3 separate regions of the Mus musculus genome follow, and regions 1 and 2 are each linked to region 3. The links are chromatin contacts, called in public HiChIP or PLAC-seq maps. All regions are on one chromosome and are shown on one strand. Each heading gives the region's core, a stretch centred on a gene start, on an enhancer-like site or on the middle of the called end of the contact. The rest is flanking DNA. Distances are from core to core; before and after follow the strand shown. Region 1 overlaps Syne2 (spectrin repeat containing, nuclear envelope 2). Region 2 overlaps Syne2 (spectrin repeat containing, nuclear envelope 2). Region 3 overlaps Syne2 (spectrin repeat containing, nuclear envelope 2).

Region 1 (4,152 bases), core at 311-2,810, 160 kb after region 3:
TAACCTGAATAAATTTTAATGTTACTAAAAGTAAGCAATACGTGGAAAGCAGCTCGGCAGCAGTGGCGCACACCTTTAGTCCCAGCACTCAAGAGACGGAGGCAAGTGGAGCTCTGTGAGTTCGAGGCCAGCCTGGTATACAGATCAAGTTCCAGGACAGCCAGAGCAACACAGAGAAACACTAAACAACAACAACAAAAAGGAAGGAAGGAAGGGAGGGGAGGGGAGGGAAGGGAAGGGAAGGGAAGGGAAGGAGGGAGGGAGGGAGGGAGGGAGGAAGGAAGGAAGGAAGGAAGGAAGGAAGGAAGGAAGGAAGGAAGGAAGAAAGAAAGACATGGGAAGCTTCCCTCTAGAATACCCAGTACATAATGAACCCATTTAAATGGAGTACAATCTAGCTGCAGAGATCAGTTTTCTGTACCCTAGCCTTAAAGCTATCCGGGAGCAGAAGATGTTTTTAATCTTTTATAATATGTCATCTAGATGATAACAGTGCCAAACAGAACATTCAAATGTTGTCTGAGATGGCAAGGTAACTAATCTGAATGTGTGTTCATACGGGTCCACGATGACAGCTAAGCCTCAGCAGCCCCTAGGCCAGGCCACAGGAAACTGACCCCCCTCTCGTGGTAGTTTGTGTAACCACATAAGGCACCTTCCTAGTTGCCTGGCTAATTAAGAACATCCTGTAGCTGGACACCATCTTTCTAACGCATTAGCCTACCCTATTTGTGAAAACAAAATGATTACATAGTGTCCTTTTGGCAGCCCGTGTGTTTGATCTGCTACTTCAATGTGAAATAACCTAACCCTGAAATGAACAGGGGAAATGTTCAAAAGATGTCTTGCCCACAGCTCCCTTTGTAATTTCTCAAGAGCGGCTGGGCAAGCAACACAGGGCAAAGCAAGGGCTCGGGTTCAATCTCAAGTAAAAAGCATTTAATCAAAATGAGCCAGCCTAGGCAGCCAACATCCCTCACAGTGTAAAGTCAGTGAACATACACCATTCCTTCCTTCCCTAGACATCTCTTCCCCTTGCAAGACAGAACAAGCAAAGCGCATCCCAAGCTGTGCATGATGGTAACAACGCCTTTAAAGCCAGCACTGCAAGGCAGAGGCAAGTAGACCTCTGTGAATTCGAGGAGGCATGTTCTACACAACAAGTTCTAGGCCAGCCAGGCCTGCATAACGAGACCCCGTCAAAAACAAAACCAAAGGAAAAACCTGAAAATGTCTCCAAAAATTAAGCCAAACTCCTGTAATTCCAGCACCCCCAAACCCATCAGAAGGAGAGGCCAGCCTGCTCTACACAGTGAGCTCCAAGGCAGACACAGGGAGACAGATGGGGTGGGGGTGGGGGGTGGGGGCAAAGGGAATAAAGAAGGAGGGAAAAAGAAGAGGGGAGAGAAAGAGAGGAAGAGGAGGGGAGAGGCAGGAACAAGAAAGAGAGAGGAAGGGAGGGAGGGAGGGAGGGAGGGAGGCAGGCAGGTGCTCACTCCTTAGCATTCTCTTCTATGAGTCACCACATTTCTGCACGGATTATTTAATTTGTCTAAAGTTCACTATTCTCCATCAGGGCATGACCACAATCTCCTCACCGTAAAGGAGGGGTTGTCTGTTCAGACGCTGTGGCCTAATCAGGCCATTCTACCCACTATCATGTCTCTATCTGCCTCTGACACAGGCTCTGAATGAAGAGGAAAGAAAATACACTTCCTCATACAACAGCCGCCGGCACCCCCATGTTACACAGAATCCCTGCCAGCAAATGCACAAAGACTAGGCTGTTTACATCACGGATAAAATCAAATGCTTTTTATAAAGCTTTACGTATTACTGTTGTAATATATGTGTGTCATACATGTGGAGGGGTCAAAGGACAACTTCATGGAGTCAGGTCTCTCCTTCCTCTGGATGCCAGAGATCAAACTCAGCTCACCAGGCTTGCTCTGCAATCGGGTAGCCACTGAGCCCTATTACCACCCCCTCAAATGCTTCTAAGACTTGGACCGGGCTGGTGAGATGGCTCAGTGGGTAAGAGCACCCGACTGCTCTTCCGAAGGTCAGGAGTTCAAATTCCAGCAACCACATGGTGGCTCACAACCATCCGTAACGAGATCTGACTCCCTCTTCTGTAGTGTCTGACGACAGCTACAGTGTACTTACATATAATAAATAAATAAATAAATAAATAAATAAATAAATAAATAAGACTTGGACCAAAAGCCTTCAGCTATGTTGTACTTATAATAAAAATAATCCTGTCTGCCTTTTTTCCCCAAGCAGGCAATAATTCTACTATGGTACCAAAGTAGCCTTCACAGGTATATGCAAGCTCTGTGTCCCTGACCTGCCTTCCCCTCTTCCTTTGTCAGTCTGGCAAGAAGAACCATCATAAAACTGCAGATAACATGGAGTCTAGCCTCGGAAAAATAATTCACTCCATGCGTTCTTTTCGTTCTGCGTGGGCAGTCTAGGTACGGAGTGTCCCTGGCTAATGGGATTGGATCCTGGCCAGAGTCAGGTTGATGATGCTATGATGTCACTCCACGTGTCCTATCCATGGAGCAAAGCATCCACACCTTTTACGTATGTTCCACAAGTGCACCATCCAGAGAATGTGGGCATCGCTTCCCCTAGCTAAACGACCCATTCTAGAAAACATATACCACACAATTTCTAGTAATTCGATAATTATTTTAAGCACCTTAGGAACCTGAAATCGCCTATGCACAATCTAGTATAAAATTCGCTATGCATGGAATGGAGTAAGTCTCCAACTTAAAAGCAGCTACAGAACAACCCTGAGCAGAATCCCCTCTGGTTCTTTAGCACAGCAGAGGCATGCAGTACAAAAGCCAGAGGCAAATCACAACTCAGCTGCTCGCCAGCTTGGGGACTCTGGTGACGTCTTCCAGCTCAGCACTCTGTTCACTGGGCTAGGGTCAAATGCCTCAGTATGCAAAGAACGGGGAAGCTATGCCCTCTATCTAAACCCCAGGAAGCTCGCTCTGTGGCAAGGAAGTGCTATGAAGTATAATAAACACAAATCTGCAAGGCCCCAGAGAGATAAAGGGGATGAAGAGGAGGAAGGGCTTATCTCAGGCTAGCAGGGCAGCCTGCAGAGGAGGCTGGGGCCAGCTGGACTTCTCCCAGTCTAGAGGGAGCAGCCCACTCAGAGCTCACAGGCGGGGAGGACCACGGTGCCTTAGGGAGATGTGGAGTTACCGGGAACTGGAGGGATGTGGTGGGAGAATCAGGTGAGCAGAGAGAACCCATGGGCCTCACCAAGGCTCACCCGCATGCGGTTGGAAGCCACTGAAGGCAGAGAGCAAAGCAGAAAACAGTAAACAGAACATTTCTGGTTTCATTCACACACACACACACACACACACACACACACACACACACACACCAAATTCAAGAACAACCAGGGCTATACATTGAATCCCTGTTTTGATAGATAAATAAATAAATAAATAAATAAATGAATAAAATGTGTGTGTGTATATATATATATATATATATATATATATATATATAGAGAGAGAGAGAGAGAGAGAGAGAGAGAGAGAGGAGTCTCATAAATGTTTCCAAATATTTTTCAGAGCTTCATTTCTATACTAGCTAGCTACAACACCAAACTTATCAATAAAGATGGATAGCTCACTAGCTGATGAATTTTCAGATAGGCAACAGCTATACCGCTAAGTGCACAGGAAACCCTCCCTTTTGCAAAGACTAGTTGTGGATTACATATGGGATTCACTTCATTGAAACCTCACCCATCCACAGTATCAAGGCTGTCCCCACCTATTCAGATAAAATACAGATGCAAGTCTCAAAGCTGCTGTGTAAAAAAGGACACAAAATAAATAGAAATAATGCCAAGCAAACCACGGCTAGCTTTTACATTTAGATTGCAAATAAAACACACACACATAAATATAATAAACCCAAGATAAACAATTCCTTCCAGGAATCCTTGGAAGCAGAGAGCTGTTCTAAGACACTCTCTCTAATACTGAATTTTCTTCTCCAGTTGGAAACTACAGCTAGGTTTTCCAGACCACAGGAGGCAGAGAAGCCAATGGGGCTCAGAATTAGAAGGGAATAGGTTTTCCATTCCCTTCCAAGTGCGAATTTACCTTG
Region 2 (3,920 bases), core at 1,162-3,661, 180 kb after region 3:
TTTTTTTTTTTCTAGCATACAGCCAGCAATGCAGCACTTTAACTGTAACAGAAAATCTTTCGTTGAAAAGGAGTATCCATCTGGTCTTGGTGGCACATGTAGGCAGGACTTGCTGAAGGAAGACTGTGCCTTTGAGGCCAGCCTGGGGAGGCACAGCTCAGTGGTTAGAAATGTACAGTGCTCTTACAGAGGCCACAGTTCAAACCCAGCACCTAGTTCAGAAAGCTCACAACTGCCTGTTACTCCAGAAGATCTGAGGCTGTCTCCTGTCCCCTGGAGACACTGTACACACACAAACATATTCCATGCAGACACACACACACTCAGATCACTAAAAATAAAAGATTAAAAAGGCACATGCCTTTAACCCCAGCACTCTAGGAGGCAGAGGCAGGAGCTCCAGGAGTTGGAGGTCAGCCTGTGAGCTACAGAGTGAGTCCTGGGATAGCCAGAGCCATTTAGTGAGAGCCTTTGCTGCAGTGGAGAATTCTGCAGTCAGGGCCAGTCCCTGGTGGAATCCTGGGGTGACAGAACACTTGGAAATGAGTTTCCACTTTATTCTCCAACAAAGCTGACCTTTTTCACCTGAAGAGAAACAACCAGAGTTTTTTGGAGTTTCCCAGGAGGATACAAATTTGCCTGCTCTCAGTCCCATCTTCAGATCTGACCTACCCTCCCATCTCCCCAAAAGAACAGAAGGTGCTGTGCACACAGCTTCCTCTTTGTCTTTTTCTTATGGTGGGCACAGTGACTCCATCAGAAATTTATCTGGCCTGAATAAACAACAACAACAAACTTAATCTGTTTCTCTTTCTGAGATTACAATTCTTCATAGAGTTTTCTGATTTTTTAAAAAAGTGTTTAAAATCCATGCATTTTTCTGTGAAAGCAAAATTTCTCATAATGCATATATTTCTCTGACTCCTTCAGTTCAAGGACTAAGGGAACAGGGTCTTCCGTTTCCTTTATGGAATTTCAAAATGAGTTTTGAGTTTCTGGGGATTATTTTTCCCTTCTCAAAGCTCTCTTCATGGAATGAGCCTGGCCTCACCCCAGCCCACCCCCACACACTGCATACACAGCCTTCAACAAGAAACAAAGCCCCACGGGACGGGATGAGAGAGTTCAATGGTAAAGTACATGCCTAGGATGTGTGGGGCCCTGGATTCAATCTCCAGCTCAGAAAAAGAAGAGAGGGAGAGAAAGGAGGAGACAGAGAAAGAAGGCGATAAGGAAGCCAGTCTAGGTTGTTTTCTCTCTGTTGCTGAACAAGTCAATCAAACCTCAAAAGATCTCTTACATAGGCTACACTATGTTCCTCAGTAGACACAAAACTAAACACTTAAAGATGTGGAGAAACGGACAGACCCCCGAGATGCAAGGAAATCCTCATGCCACTTAGAACTGACCACCAAGAGAGATCCTGAGATCTGCACCAGCCTTCCAAAGTTGTCTGTAACTATACATCACTTCTGGTGACTGATTAACGGGGCAAATGAAAGTGAGCCCTACCCGCTGTGAAGAACTGGGGATTCCCCTCTTCAAGGTGATCAGACTGGAGGTTGTCTACTTGAAACCAACAAAGCAGTAAAGGAAAAGCTAATATTTGTTCAGTATTTAATTCGTGCCACACACTGTCCATGAACCATGACTTTGGCACGTCTATAAAATACATCCCATCTACCCGCTTTAGGGAAACTGGGAGAGTGCGTAACTTATCCAAAGCCACACATCAAGCGATTAGCAGGACTAACTTGAACCCAAATACTTTTAGCTTCAAAGGCCATGTCCTTAACCACTACAGCAAGAAACCTAATAGGAAACATACGTCCAATCCTCTCATTCACTGCACAGTTCTGTAGAGAAATTTAATACCACATGTCTACAGCCACGCCAGCCTGAACACTTGGTTATGCAGTATTGAGAATCAAACCCAGGGCACTGCGCACACATGACAAGCAAGCCGCTGAATGAGCTACATCTCCAGCTTCTCCGCTCTTTCTCAATGAGAGAGGCAGAGACAGAGAGAGACAGACAGAGAGAGGGAGAATAAGGAAAAGGAAACATGCTTTTGCCCACGACTGCATTTGGCTGTCAAACTGCTGTGATAAATTAACTAACAGAACTGGTTTCACAGCAAGTGAGAAGCTCAAGGTCTTGAAATTCTTACCCTGGTTACATCCAGGATCCACCAGCCAAGCCAAGAATATTTAAAGTGGGTTAGAGTTGATGTGTGCCGGGCTTTCAGAAGGGAGGACTAAAATAAGAGCCGGGTTTATGACACCTCAGGAACAAACCACGACACCAAGATTCTAGGTGAAAAGGAGGAAGTGCAAAGTCTAGGGAAAGCAGTGAGTTACAGCGAGGGTTTGGAAATATTCAAATGAATGAAGCATAACACGAATTCATAGCAGCGATGATAATCTCTAGGGAAGGGAGCTGTGAGTGCCGGGAGACTGGAAAGTGGAAACAGGGAAGAACCGTGTGTGTGTGTGTGTGTGTGTGTGTGTGTGTGTGTGTGTGTGCCTAGTATGTGTGTATGTGTGTATAGTGTGTGTGGGTAGTATGTGTGTGTAGTGTGTATGCATAGTATGTGTGTATAGCATGTGTGTGTAGTTTGTGTGTACAGTGTGTGTGTGTAGTGTGTGTATGTGTGAATGTGTATAGTGTATGTGTACATACAGTGTGTGTGTATAGTGTATGCGTGTAGTGTGCGTATGTATAGTGTGTGTACTATAGTGTGTGTATAGTGTGTGTGTATAGTGTATGTGTAGAGTGTGGTGTGTGTGTGTGCATGTGTGTGAATGCATATAGTGTGTGTATACATATAGTGTGTGTGTGCATATAGTGTGCGTGTGTGTGTGTGTGTGTGTGTGTGTGTGTGTATGAAAATGAAAACTTAAAAGACACTTAAGTTCCAGATTTAAACTTTCAAAGATACAACAGGTATTTAAATTTTAATAGTTATTTTTATTACTTTTTATGTATTGTGTTTAGGGGTCATCTGGAGGTCAGAGGAAAACTTTGGGGGTCAGTTCTCTTCTATCATGTGGGTCCCTGAGGTCTTACTCAGAGTGTCTGGCTTGGCAGCAAATGCCTCTACCTGTTGAGCCATCTCCCTGGCTCCACAGATGTAATTTTATCTGCAACCACAACGTGACCCCAGGATCATATGTTTCTCCTCTAGTAAGGGAGACCCCAAGATGTGGGTAGTGGCAAATGCCTGTAATCCAGCTACTCAGGAGGCTGAAGCAATAAGATTCAAGTCCAAAGCCAGCTGTACAACTTAACACTGCCTTGTTATCACCATCATCACCATCCCACACTGCCACCATCATCATCATCACCATCATCACCACCACTACCACCACCACCATCATCATCATCATCTGTTTATTTGTTTAGGGTATGTTCTTGTTTTTTGAGACAAGGCTTCTCTGTAACAACAAGTGGCCCTGACCTATAGACCAGACTGGCCTTGAAACTCAGAGATCCTCCTGCCTCTGTGCCCTGAGTGCTGAGATTAAAGGTATCACCATTGCCTGACCAACAATGCCCTATGTTAAAATAAAGATAATAAAAAGAGCCTACACTGTTGCTGCAGGCAGAGCACATGCCTAGCATGCTTAGGGCCCTGGGCTCAGGCTCCAGAGCTGCCAAAAATAACAAGTCAGATAAATAAATAAATAAATAAGAAACTACTGAAGGCAAAAAAAAAAAAAAAACCACATTCAGGTTAAAGACGCTTAACTGGAGGAGTGCCAGCCTAGCAGGCAGGAAGCCCCAGGTCCCATCCCAAGCACTATCTGAACTCAGAGCTCGACTGGGTGGGGGTGGGCAGATCAGAAGTTCAAGGGCACTGCAGGGAGTTTGAGGTTAGCGCTGGGATACTTGAGACTCTGGCTCCCCCAAAAAATAAA
Region 3 (3,806 bases), core at 1,267-3,766:
TAAAACCACCATCACCACCACCACTACCACCAACAAAATTACTGTTCTAATTCACATACTTTGTGTGTTTTGAGACAGGGTCTCATGTAGCCCAGGCTGGTCACAAATTCACTATGTAGCCAAGGATGGCCATGAACTCCTAATCTTCCTGCCTCTGCTCCCAATTGCTGAGGTCAAAGGTGTATGCCACACCTGGCTCATGGTGTGACTTGGTTCAGGACTGACCTCAGGGCTCAGCAGGCCCTCTACCAATCCCAGCATTCATTTATACGTTTCTAAATTTAATTATCTCTTCAAGCATTAAATTATCGAATATATTGTTTCCTTAACTGATCTATTTGTCTTCTGGCCACTTTCCATGATAACCTTATCATTATTTTTTTTCCAGACCGTTGAGGGCCCTTTATGTTTCAATATGAAACCATAGGTGTCAATATTGTCATATAAATGAGAGAAAAGTGATCTTGCTGACCGGTACTTCATTTTCCTATAGTGAGTTTAAAGCCCATCATTGCCAAACCCAAATATCTATATATTCAGTTTAAATATAGTTTAAGTATTTAAACAGAGTTCAAATGAGTTAAACAGAGTTCATATTTCCAGCTATTTATAGCCTGAAAATTGCACCCTCACTCTGTCTGCCACAGGTAAGACTAGTCAATAAAATGCCTCACCTCACTCCATCCAGGTTCTCCATTGTGTTAGGCCGTTATCTAGATGCCTAAGCCTCTAGGAAGAACTTCTGTTTTCTTAGACTCCTATTCCTGCCAAGTCTGCCCACAGCAAGCTTGCTGGGTGATACTGCCCCCTGGTGGGCACATCTTGTCTTTGCATAGTCCAGCACTCTTTAAAATGGATGCAAAGCAGCAAGAGGATGGGGATGGTGGTGGTAACCAAGCCATTGGCATGCGCGCTACCTGTTGGTAGCAGCAAATCAGTATCAGATAGCCTTAAGGAGCTGGAGTTCAAACTTGAGGATACTTGAGGCACAACTTAGTATAGCCCTGCCTGGTCTGTTACTGGGCTTAACTCTACCCCTAGGAAGGCCAACCAGAATAGACAAACTATTAGAACTATCAAGCTTGCCCTACCCTGTCGCCTCCCTCTGCAGGTGGTTCTGGGTAGACAAAAAGGAGATGTATCCACCTCCAGTGGAACTGGCTACCCCAACCACAAGACAGGTTCCTTCAGGGAGAGCTTCTGGTGGCAGGGCCAGTGCTTCTGAGACACACTGAGACAGGAGGGTGTCTTCATCCCTGGTAGGAGGCCAAGGCTGGTCTGCGGGGCACAGCTTGGGGAGAGGCCACCTTAAGCAGCCAGCAAACCTCTGCTGTTATGACAGCAATCACACCGCTGAGGTGTCGTCATCCCAGCCCCTCCCTGGAGAGACACACAAGTCCCCGCCTTTGGGCTGAGCCACCGAGCTTTTCTCAGAGTGACTTCAGACAAGGAAGCCGAGTTCAGGGCGCCCCTGCTAACAGGGCACGCAGTGTTTAGCTGGTCTTCGAGAGCTTGGACGTTTAGTCTCACTCCGATGAACTCATTATTTATCCACAATAACCTTGTGGTTATGGATCGCAGGAACAGATACTGGGTTCAGTTTAATGCCAGTCTTGTGAGTTCATCTCATTTAGACCCAACAAAAAATTTTCTATGAGCTAACCTGTGCTACCAGAGGAGGAAAATCAGGTTGAGAAGGGAATTAATTGGTCAATGTTCACAGTTCATGTGACCCCGGGCTGGTTTCCGTTCTGGGCTGTTATTCACTCCTGTCCCCTCAGAGTGGCTGATCACACAAAGAATTTCAAAGACTCATCGGGAACACGGCGAGTGGCTTTAGAGCCATGGGAGGAGCAGCCTGTTGCTTTAAGAGCACGTTGCCCCACCTTGGCAGGAGTTGGTGACTAGGTAAACCCTCACTCCTGCCTGCCTATCTTACCTGGCACCCCGCCAGCTCCTCTTCCACCACCTGTTGCATGTCCGCGTCTACAGTTTCTGGCTCAAAGGCCACGTTGGCTTGTTGCAGCCACAGCTCCAGCTTGGCCACTTGGGTCTTGCAGACACGGAGGATGTCTGCAGGCCGAGGCCTACTTCTCTCCACGGTGGACTCAAAAGCTCCTTGTTCTCTAGGAAAGTCCAGGAGTGCAGCTTCAATGGGGGGTGTGGCACCCTAAAATGAAGCCAAAGATAGTCCAGCAGTGAGAAGGCAGGAATCCAAGGCTTTTCCACCCGGGGCTTGGAAAGACCCGAGAACCTGCCTCCCCCTCTCCCCCTCCTCCCCGGTGAAAAGAAACAAAGTAAGGACAGAAGGAGGAAGAAAAGAAAAAAGAAAAATGCACCTCCACGCTCATAGCAACGGCCACGTGACCCGGTGGCATGGGTTTCCAGGCAGCCGACCTGCATGTACACAGGTACAGTGTTCCCGGGCCCAGAGGCGGAGAGTGGCGATCCCCGGGAGACAGGTGAGGGAGAGAGAGCGTATGAGGGTGTGTATCCCAAACACTTCAGGGAGCTGGCCAGTGCTTAAAGTGGCATGACACATGATGATTAAGCAAGGCATTACACGGCTGTGCACCCAACAACCAAAACTAAAACCGAGTCAGAAAAATGGCCTCTTCATGCTGGCAGGGCTTAACAATATGCTGGAATCTGCCGCCCGATTGTAACATCTTCCCAAGTAGCAAGATTGCACTTTAGTTTCTCTTTACCCATCTAAATTCTCTGTTAAAAACAGGTTGGGGCAAGTAATGAACTTCCTGGAGCAATAAAGAATGTTTTCTCCATTCCCCGAGAGGGGGGAAAAATCCCTAAACTGGCTTTTGCTTTTTCAGAAGTGGAGTTAAGAACCGACTGCTTTGGTGTGAAGTTTGAATTAAGTGTGACATATTTTCAATGTATTGAGGCAACTAGATATCTTACCAATACAAAAGCAAACTTTCTCCCAGAGAGAAGATGCAACTGAACTATTCCACACTTACGGATTTATTTGTTTCAACATGGAGGTAGGGATTGGTTTTAACGTGATAGTCTTGCCTGACACTATAGGACCCGCCCTCTCCCAGGATATGCAGAGAGGACACTGTCTCTTCTGGAAAATCCCTTCAGACATAGGGCTTAGCATTCTGATCTGTACAAATACTGGTCTCCATGTGCGAATTAGAATTAAAATGAATTCCAACATTTCCCACTTTAAGATTGTGCGCAAACTTGTTAACAAAGCACGGTTGAGACAAACAACACGCTTCTAACAGGAGTTGCTTACAAACATACATCCTACCTCAAAAAATATAACCTCCGAGGGGTTAGATTCTTCCTGACTACCTACTACTTTACATGTCTGCTCTTTTCCAGTAAAAGGCTATTTCTTAGGCTTGGGTATCCTCAATGGGAGGATATTTGCCTGGTTGGGTAAGAGGCCCTGAGTTTGATCCTAGCATCCCCAAGCCCCAAAAGCAATAATGACAACCCAACAAACAAAACCAACAAACTGTCTGCCCTCATCCACCCAATTTTATAGTTTTCTTCAAGGCTGGCATTCTCTGCTCCCCCAGTGTTTTCCCTGAGCCTCACACACCGCTCCGCCCACCCTGGCTCCACAGGTCTCAGTGGTCACTGTTAAGGTAAACAGTCATTGGGACTACTGTCAGGCATTGATTTCTAGCCTGACTAGTTATATAAATAAGTGATTAGCTATTTCCAAGTTTTGGATATGACTATACCTTAGTAGCAAAGATTGTGTGGCCTTTTTTTCTGTTATCTGACATCATCAGTTATAATAGTAAGTGGTTAATCTGTAATAACTAATT

What was found. HiChIP or PLAC-seq counts read pairs in DNA pulled down with a chosen protein or histone mark.
Region 1: a contact with region 3 is called in an HNF4G HiChIP or PLAC-seq map of pancreatic cancer cells. The contact joins two enhancer-like sites. A contact is called at or near these places in 1 of 115 datasets of contacts at active chromatin or transcription factors (pancreatic cancer cells) and 2 of 9 other capture datasets (adipose tissue and liver).
Region 2: a contact with region 3 is called in a FOXA1 HiChIP or PLAC-seq map of pancreatic cancer cells. The contact joins two enhancer-like sites. A contact is called at or near these places in 1 of 115 datasets of contacts at active chromatin or transcription factors (pancreatic cancer cells) and 2 of 9 other capture datasets (embryonic stem cells and liver).

The regions. Positions count from the first base shown.
Region 1 is chr12:75,854,144-75,858,295 of GRCm38.p6, reverse strand. Syne2 (spectrin repeat containing, nuclear envelope 2) reads right to left here. Exons shown (of 116, transcript NM_001005510.2): 2 at 4,149-4,152. Among named protein-coding and RNA genes, the nearest start is that of Gm40447, 37 kb to the right of the region's middle. Within about 2 kb of position 1,560, at least 51 of the 459 cell types and tissues checked have an H3K27ac peak or open chromatin away from gene starts, as enhancers often do. A contact at or near this core is called in pancreatic cancer cells, where this site is marked.
Region 2 is chr12:75,832,117-75,836,036 of GRCm38.p6, reverse strand. All of the region lies in intron 1 of Syne2 (spectrin repeat containing, nuclear envelope 2), which reads right to left. Among named protein-coding and RNA genes, the nearest start is that of Gm40447, 14 kb to the right of the region's middle. Within about 2 kb of position 2,411, at least 51 of the 459 cell types and tissues checked have an H3K27ac peak or open chromatin away from gene starts, as enhancers often do. A contact at or near this core is called in pancreatic cancer cells, where this site is marked.
Region 3 is chr12:76,013,846-76,017,651 of GRCm38.p6, reverse strand. It overlaps Syne2 (spectrin repeat containing, nuclear envelope 2), which reads right to left. Exons shown (of 116, transcript NM_001005510.2): 66 at 1,940-2,170. Among named protein-coding and RNA genes, the nearest start is that of Mir5101, 110 kb to the right of the region's middle. Within about 2 kb of position 2,516, at least 70 of the 459 cell types and tissues checked have an H3K27ac peak or open chromatin away from gene starts, as enhancers often do. A contact at or near this core is called in pancreatic cancer cells, where this site is marked.